Regions from separate parts of the Rattus norvegicus genome. Here region 1 is linked to region 2. The links are chromatin contacts, called in public Hi-C maps. All regions are on one chromosome and are shown on one strand. Each heading gives the region's core, a stretch centred on a gene start, on an enhancer-like site or on the middle of the called end of the contact. The rest is flanking DNA. Distances are from core to core; before and after follow the strand shown. Region 1 holds the start of Nt5e (5' nucleotidase, ecto). Region 2 has its middle 69 kb from the start of Nt5e.

What was found. A called contact is a pair of places that touch in the nucleus more often than the background predicts.
Region 1: a Hi-C map of kidney shows a contact between it and region 2, with 2.8 times the contacts expected there. The contact joins the promoter of Nt5e here to the enhancer-like site in region 2. A contact is called at or near these places in 3 of 12 Hi-C or Micro-C datasets (kidney and liver).

The regions. Positions count from the first base shown.
Region 1 is chr8:98,148,953-98,153,589 of GRCr8, reverse strand. It overlaps Nt5e (5' nucleotidase, ecto), which reads right to left and starts at 2,665. Exons shown (of 9, transcript NM_021576.2): 1 at 2,286-2,665. The coding sequence starts at 2,630. It also overlaps a transcript of Snx14 not described here.
Region 2 is chr8:98,079,748-98,084,271 of GRCr8, reverse strand. It overlaps a transcript of Snx14 not described here. Among named protein-coding and RNA genes, the nearest start is that of Nt5e, 69 kb to the left of the region's middle. Within about 2 kb of position 2,946, at least 2 of the 93 cell types and tissues checked have an H3K27ac peak or open chromatin away from gene starts, as enhancers often do. A contact at or near this core is called in kidney, where this site is marked.

The DNA of each region.
Region 1 (4,637 bases), core at 1,416-3,915, 70 kb before region 2:
CACTCGAGCACTCTGATCTGGGTCTCCAGCATCCCAGAATCAAGACATAGCAGGCAACTGAGATAGGGAAGTTTTATAACAGAAGAGGGCTAGGCTCCCAAGTCTTAGTAAAATATCAGCATCTCGACAGTGCAAACCCTCAGTGAGACAGGAAGGCTGCAGAGCGGAACCACATGCTGCAGCCATGAAAGGTGTGTTTCACGCAGGTCGAATCGTGTGTATGAAACCCACCCACGCATATGCTCTGAAGACTGCTACGGAAAGTGGAGCTGTAGACTTTGTTATTCCCTCTCCTCCCACTCTTGACACCAGCCATTGTAGTTTATTCTTCCTCAGGCCCCACTTCAATTACTTTGACAGAAATTTGTAAGAAAGCAATTCCATCCCACAAAAAGTATTCTAAACATTCAAAGATGATGGGCTCGGACTTGTCGTACATTGTTGTGGCCTCATCTAACTACACAGAGAGCTCGTTCTGTCTTAAAGAGGGACATAGTTTTACTAAGGAATATTTACACAAGTCAAACGAAAAGAGTGTTAGGAATAGAAAATGCTGTAAAGTTGTGGTTTATACACGAAATCAAAACAAACTCAGCCGGTGTTTATCCTTCTGGGAGGAAGCAGAGACATGAGCTAGTTAACGATCCAATTATGTAAATGTTTGTATTGCCCGTTACTGCTTGCAAAGCTTTAAGCAGGTCTAGCTGTGGAAGACGAAAGCTGAGAGACTGCAGCGTTCTCGAGGTCTGAAATTCTTCTGCCAATTCGCTGCTGAGCTCAGCCTTCCTGGTCAACTCTGGACGCCTAAGGCCCAGAGCTGCCCTAGCACTGAGAGTCTCTAGTCAATATTCAGTAGGAAGGGTGCTCTCACCCTTCTCTGACCTCTCTGAGCTGTTCCTGTAGTACACTGTGGGTAGTCTGCCTTCCCCACCTTACTTTCCCTTCCACACCCTCTGGTTTCACAGGGTTCTGGGAACCAGCCCTGTTATTTCTCTTGCAAAGTCCTTACCTTCTGTTCTTTCTTTTCTTTTCTTTTCTCTCTTTCTTCCTTCCTTTCTTCCTCCCTTCCTTTCTTCCTTTCTTCCTTTCTTTCTTTTTTTGTTGTTGTCTCAAATTTTAATTTTTTCCCCCAATGGTGCAGAATCATTCACACTAGGTTGAATGTGAATGGTGGCTCAATTAATTTTTACATCTCAGTTATGTTTTATTTGATTATTCTTTTCCCCTTCTCAACAAGCAAGGTGTCAACTCCAACAGAATGTTGGGACATGAGGACATGAGGACTAATCTCTCTGTCTCTGTCTCTCTGTCTCTGTCTCTGTCTCTCTCTGTGTGTCTGTCTGTCTGTCTCCCTACCCCCATCCCCTTCCTTCTTCTTTTTGAGACAGGATCTCATGCCAGGCTGGCCTCTCTTTTGTAACCAAGGGTGACTCTGAACTTTGGACCCTCCAGCCTTTACCAGGCCTGCCCTGCAAGCCTGGTTTGGGCAATGCCAGGGATCAAATCCAGGGCCTTTGGAATTCTAACCAAGCACTCTAACAATCTAGCTGCATCCCCAGCTCCCTAATCTCTCTGGTAGGCTCTTTCAGAATCTCTAACAGTCAAGTGCGTTTGATTGAGTCCCTGAAATCCCAGCATTCGGTTCTCTCTGACATTTCTTTTTTACTTGCTCCTGTGAGGCTGTGCCCGGGAGCAACAAGAACTAACAGTTACAGAGATTATATTATGTGCACACAGTGCTTTGAGGCCAATATTCTTCCCATTATAGAAGACATGGCCACCGAGGCTTACTAACTAACTAGTATAAGGCGGCAGAGAAGTAGCTGTACTGGAAATCGACCTAAGGAGGTGAGTTTACTGTGCTCAGACAGCAGAGCCAATCGGATGTTTTCCTCCTTGAAGGCTGGTGACCTGAATGATTTTTGACCCGGTTTCCTTTCAGAAAGGATGAGACACTCTTTGGAAGACGGAGCAGAAGGGAGATGTGGAAAAGACTGAGTTAGATCTCCAGCCCTTGACAATGTTCAGTGCTTTTACATATCCAAGCTGAAGCACCCTGTAGGCAGCAGGGTCTCTCTTCCATTAGTCGCAGTTTGCTACAAGACCCCAACAACATCAGTTTAAGAAAATAATCTAAGGGACGCCCATCTGCATCCTCCCTGCACACGGGCCTGGGTCGAGTTCCACCTGCGCATCTCTGAGCACTATCTGTGCAAGGCCACTAGCGAGTTCTCTAGCCTCTCTCTTTGACCCTGGGACTCCTACCCCGGGAGCTTTCTCCTTACCATGGCATCGTAGCCCAGGAGGTTCATGAAGTGTGCCACTTCCAGGCCTTTGTAAACAGTGAACCAGATGGTGCCCTGGTACTGATCGCCAGCATCCAAAAGCAGTACGTTGGGTTCTTCCTTGCGGATCTGCTGCACCTTGGTGAAGAGCCGGGCCACGCCGCCCACACACAGGCTTGCGTTGAGGCACTTGGTGGAGTCATCGCTGGTTTGCTCTAGCCGGCTGTGCACGTCGTTTGTGTGCAGGATCGTGAGCTCCCAGGATTTGGCTGTGGGCCACAGTGGTAGTAGAGCGCTTAGCGCGAGAAGCAGCCACTTGGGTGCCGTAGCAGCCGCGGGACGCATGGCTGGCAGGAGCGCGTTGAGCGGGTGAACTGGCCCGGAGCCTGGTGAGCATCGGCCACAGGGGCCTCTTCTAGGCGGAGGGGTGGACTAGGGCGGGGCGGGGCCAGACCCGCCTCCTTTAGCCCCAGGTCCTCCCGCCCGCAGACGCACTCCCAGAGTCACCCGATACGACCCTGGCACCCGAGGCACCCAGGAGCCACTGGCCTAGCACACGCGGCTCGCAGGGAACAGAGAGAAGGTTGTTCGCGTGGTGAGCGAGAACGTCGGAGAGGCTGGGTGCCTCAGTCCCTGGCGGCGGTGACAACTGCAGGGGCCGCGTCGCTGATCTTCACTCTCGATGGCACCGATTTCTCTAGGAGCGTATAGCGGCTTGTGTTGCTCTGTGACTCCTCCGAAGAAGAAGAGAGGGGGCGGAAAGGAAGAACGTGGGATAGAGAGGGATCCAGATCCCGCCCGGGAAGTGCGCTGTGAGGTTGCCTTGGTGGGACCTGGACACACCACCCGCCGAGACGCTACGTAGGTTTGAGGACACAACCGCTCCACGTTGTTCAATCTGGAATCTCAGGAGCCAAGCTATCTTTGGGATGCAGCCTTTCATTTATCTACAGTGGAAACCTCAGTGTTAAGACCTCCAGCGGCAGAGGGCCAGCTCTGAAAGCTAAGGTGGATCCTAGGAGGTAAACTCCTGACAGCTGCGCAGGGGCGCTGCCCTCTTTACCTTTTGGGGTGTGTGTGTGTGTGTGTGTGTGTGTGTGTGTGTGTGTGTGTGTGTGCACGCGCGCGCGCGCGCGTGTGTAAAGCGTTTAGCAGTAATACTGGGAATCCACATTTGTTATGAACAAATCATTAAATATAAATCTCTGCCGCACAAATTTCCTGTCTAATGGATTAACCTCTGCATTTTAATGAAGTATAATCAACAAGCTAGCAGTTCTGAGAAAGGAAAGAGTATATAGAAGTTATTTAATGCCCACACATCTCCAGAATGCACCAGGTCAGCGTTGTTTTACACACACACACACACACACACACACACACACACACACACGCCCACACCCACGCCCATGAACACACACACCTTCACCTTGGGGCATGCACTCAGGAGACTTAGTAAGGAGAGTTGAAAGTACACGAACAGTCTGGACTATATAGTGAGACCGTATCTCACCTACATCCAAGTTGCTTTTCAATTGTGGTAAAATATACATCACACAAATATATATCATACGATGTGCATTACTACTTACTGTCCTAAGTGTACAGTTAAGACTGTTTACCAAAACGTTCATTTCCCAGAAGGTTTTCATCTTTCCAGGATAGTATTCTAAACTCATTAAACAGTGACTCCCTCCCAACACGGTGGCAATCACCTGTAATTACAGTACTTGGGAGTCCAGGCAGGAAAACGGTCTGGTCATGTAGTAAGTTTTTAGGCTATGTTTAGCGAAACCCTGTTTCAAAATCATCATCAACAACAACAACAACAACAACAACAAAACAAACAAAACAAACTACCAACCAACCAAAACCAACTCTCCCTTTCCTTCCTTTCCAGCCCCTGGCAATCAACATTGTATTACCAGTTTGTATAGCTCTGACCATTCTAAGCACCTCATATTTGTCCTTTTCTGACCGAGTTCGTTTCACTTGGTGTAATGTCTTCAAGACTCAGTATGCCAGCATTTCCTTTCTTTCAAAGGCCAAGTGACATGTCATGCTAGGTGTGTATTTAAATGCAGCTTATTCATAAGAGGCGAAACCAGAAACAGACCAGGGTTTGTGGCTGACGAATAATTTAGTTGGGAGATGAGATAAGGACCTGCCATGTCGCCTGTTCTCACATGCAACGAACAGATTCTGTACATCCTCACCAAGGACACTGTCTTTTGTTTGCTTTAAAAGATATTACACTTTTGGCAAGTGTAATATCTCATTGTAGTTTCTATTTGCATTTTCCAGTTGGTTTGAAATGCTGGGCACCTTTTTATGAGCGTGTGGACCATTTGT
Region 2 (4,524 bases), core at 1,697-4,196:
ACACAGGCTGCTAGCTGAGGTCAAACAGACCCTCTGCCTTCTTTCTGTCTCCGTACTGTGAATGAAGAACCCTCTCTGGTCTGTTTAGTGTCACGCTTTCTGCTTTCAAAGGGCGATTTTGCTGTTTAAAACGCTCTCCAAGCACCGTTCTGAAATAGTGCATAGTGATTGACTTAGAAGAAATCCGTGATGTGTCTTACTGAGAACATATGTATTCATCCAGCTCCAGGCAGGACTTTGATGGCACTGGATGCGTTCAATGCCTATGAATCATCACTGTAGATTAAATAAGGTGTTTTCACACAGCAGCACAGGCAAAGGAAGGCTCCGGTTGGCCATAGTGTTGGCAGCATTATGGCTAGAGGCTCCTAGGAACTTGTATTCAGAGAGCAATGGCTCAGTCTCCCCCAACTGTGCTTGGGACACTTTAGAGACCATGAAAGGATTTACAGTTCTTTGAACAGTTACCAGCTTGGGTGTGTGCCGAGGGTGATCTGTTTGACACTTGGCAGTTTTTGCCCAAATCTGCTGACAGTGGCTTTTCATCTTCGAAGTCACAATTCGTTGATTGGTTTGTTCCTTAGCTTAAGGTATGTTTCACCACCACTCATGGTGGCACAAGTTCACATAATTCCTTTCATTTGACATTTGGGCATAATTCTGAGAGGAGACCGAATCTCAGCAGGGCAGGATGTGTTGGTGAGGAAGGGAGGGACAGCCGGGACAGCCCCTTCCATTTCCCTTTGGTGATGAGCCGGTCTGGTGAGGAAGAGGAGAGAAGCAATTAGACAGTGTACTCCCTTTCCTGTCTTCCTCTTACTGGCAACCATGTGATCAGACTGATAAGTAATTTAAAAATGATTTTATCAGTTGCAAATTCTTTGTCGCTTGCTTTCCTCAAGCCTTAGTAATGTCTTAATCATAACTGAAATGGCCAAGATGAGGGCTTAAAACTGACCCCAAAGAGTCATGAATTGAATCAAACAAATGCCATCTGATTTAGGCCAGTCTCCTGCTTCCTTAGTAGGAGTGATAAGAGACTGCCCCAGTCCAGTACAGGGGGAAGACCTTAACCAGCCTTGAGATCTTCAGCAAAAAAGTAATCACTTTATTAAAGAATAAAGTATCCTGCAGTCACCCTGAAACGCTTACTCTTTTGCTAGACATCATCGCCCTCTGCTGGTGGCTTGATGTATTTGCACAGTGAGCTGAATTTAGCTCAGTGCCGACCTTCCTCCATCTGGTGCACGCGTCGGCAAATGGGAGTGCCACAGCGCATGTGTAGATTTCCGCCTTGTAGGTCGTGGGACTTGAACTCAGGTTGCCAGGCTTAGTGGCTACTGTTCTTACCCGCTGAGCTATCTAGCTGGTCCTGATATTTTAGAAGATTTTTAAAATTGATTTTTTGACAAGCTCATAAATGTATTCAGTATCTTGATCGCATCTGCCTCAGATCCCTGCCTCTGACTCTGCCCCGCCCCCGCCCCCGCCCCCAACACACCCTTCCAATTATACGTCTTCTTCTTTAGAGAAATTTATTGCTAGTGTATGTGATGAATGTGTGGACCCAGCTACCACAGTACCCCGCCCCAGGGCCCTGCCCAGTACTCCTGCCCCGCATCCCCACCCCCACCCCCCATAAAGCATCATACAGCTTTAGGGAATTAATTCTCTCATAGGCTTGGGGATTGAACTCAGATCTCTAGGTTTTTGTGGCAAATGCCATTATCCGCTAGGCCAGCACACCAGCTTCTCCTCTTTCTCCTCCTCCGTGTTCTCTTCTCATTCTTCTCCTCGCCCCGCTTCTCCTTCAACTTTGCTATCCACCACAGCATTGGCAACCTGCTGGTGGGCACACCCTTGAAGAAAAATTCCCCTCTCTACCCAGCAGCCATCAATTGCAAATAATTCCTTAGCTAAGTGCTGTTCTCGGCTGTTCTCTCCTCTAGCTGGAATGTGGATCAGCTTGATCGTGAGTAGGTGTTGTGCAGATGACCCTAGCTGCCTTCTCTGAGAGAGCAAGACAAAGAAAGCCTGGGCCAAGTGTCAGAAACTGTGGTGGGTGGGTTGAGGAGAGACCCCTTCCAGGAGGACATACTGAGGGCTAGCTCTCCTTATTGGAGGGCAGAGTCTGATACTGGGAACCCAGAGCAAGATTGGGCCAGTCCTGCGACAATCACTGTACTAAGAAGAGGAGTAGAAAGGCTCTTCTTTAGCGATTAACCACCTACATCATTTTCCTTTTTTCCCTATTAAAATTAAAATTTATTTATTTGTTATTTATTTATTCTCTTTACATCCCTCCCAATATCAGCCCCCCCATCTCCTCCCAGTACCCTCTCATGCAGATCCTCCCCCATTCTCCTTTGCAAAGGGGAAGCCTTCCTCTGGGTATTAGCCCCCAATACCGCACCCCCACCCCCCGCACATTAAGTCTCTGTGGGACTAGGCGAGTCCTCTCCCACCTAAGCCGGACAAAGCAATCCATTTAGGGGCACGGAATCCACAGACAGGCAGGCAATGGACAGCCCCTGCTCCAGTTGTTGGGAGACCCATAAGAAGACCACGCTGCTCATATGCTACATATCTGCCCAGAATCAGCCCGTGCTTGCTCTTTGGTGGTGATTCAGACTCTGGGAACTTCCAAGCATACAGGTTAATGACTCTGTTCGTCTTCCTGTGGAGTCCCTCTTCTCTTCCGGTCTCTTCTCGAACTCTTCCATAAGACTCCCTGAGTTCCATCTAATGTTTGGTTGTCTCTGTATTGCTTTCCATAGGCTGCCGGGTGGAGCCTCTCAGAGGACAGTTATGCTAGGTTCTTGTCTGCAAACATAACAGTATCGTTAATAGTGTCGGGAATTGGTTCTTGCCCGTGGGCTGGATCTCAACTCGGGGGTCAGTTATTGGTTAGTCATTCTCTACGTCTCTGCTCGATCTTTGTCCCTGCACTTCTTGGAGGCAGGGCACATTATGGGTCAAAGGTTTTGTGGGTGGGTTGCTGTCTTTATACCTCTACTGGTAGTCCTGCCTGGCTAGAGGAAGTGGCCACTTCTGGATCCGTATCCCCCGCTGCTAGGAGTCTCAGCTAGAGTCGCCCCCATAGACTCTCTGGGGCCTCCCCCATCTCAGGTCTCTGGCATGTCCTAGAGTTCATCCCACCTTTCCCTTCTTTCTCCCGCTCTCCCTATATCTGATCCCTTCCCTTTGCCCTGTTCCCCTTTCCATCCCACTTTCCACCCAGTTCCCTCCTTCCATCAACCTCTGAAATCTATGTTGTTTCCCCTTCTGAGAAAGATTCAAGCGACCTCCCTTGGGCTCTTCTCGCTATTTGGCTTCTTTGGGTCTGTTGATTATAACGTGTTTGTCCTGTACTTTATGGCTAATATCTACTTATAAGTAAGTTCATACCATGCATGTCCTTTTGGGTCTGGGCTACCTCACTCAAGATGTTATTTTCTAGTTCCATCTATTTGCCCGTAAAATTCACGACGTCCTCATTTTTAACGGCTGAGTAGTATTCTATTGTGTAAACGAACCGCATTTTCTTTATCCATTCTTCAGTTGAGGGACATCTGGGTTGTTTTCGGTTTCTGGCTATTATGAATAAAGCTGCTATGAACATAGTGGAGCATGTGTCCTTGTGGGATAGTGGAGCATCTTTTGGGTGTATGACCAGGAGTGATATAGCTGGGTCTTGAGGTAGAACTATTTCCATTTTTTTTTTTAAAGAAACTGTCAAATTGCTTTCCGGAGTGGTTGTACAAGTTTGTACTTTCACAAACAAATGGAGGAGTGTTCCCCCTTGCTCCACATCTTTGCCAGCATGAGCTGTCCCTTGAGTTTTTGATCTCAGCCACTCTGATTGATATTAGATGGACTCTCAGAGTCATTTTGGTTTGCATTTCCCTAATGACTAAGAACTTTGAACATTTTTAAAGTGCTTCTCAGCCATTCCAGATTCCTCTATTGAGAATTCTCTGTTTAGTTCTGTACCCGACTTTGAATTGGGTAATTCAAAGTTTGTTGGTGTTTAACTTCTTGAGTTCTTTATATATTTTGGATATTAGCCTTCTGTCAGATGTAGGGTTGGTGAAGATCTTTTCCCAATCTGTAGGCTGTTGCTTTATCCTTCGACTTAAAGAAGCTTTTCAGTTTCATGAAATTCCATTTATTAATTGTTGACCTTAGTGCCTGAGCCACCAATTTAAAAAAAGAAACACCTGAATTATACGTTTAAGTCACAAATCAAACAATGTAAACCCATTTTAAAGACAGGTGAAAAATATTCGTTTACACTTTGCTCTCTCGTTCCTCCAAGCTAACTGAGACAACAGTAGCTGCGGCTTATCTTTGGCACGCAGAGCTGTGCAGACAGGCAGGGACAGATGGTGTTCCCTGCGTGAAGGAGGGTGACATGTGTGGATGTTTGGAAAGTAACCGCAAACATTGTCCACAGAGGAACCCACGTTCCCATTTTGCTGTTTTTGCTGTTGATAGCTCTGGGTTTGTTTTCATGAATACTAA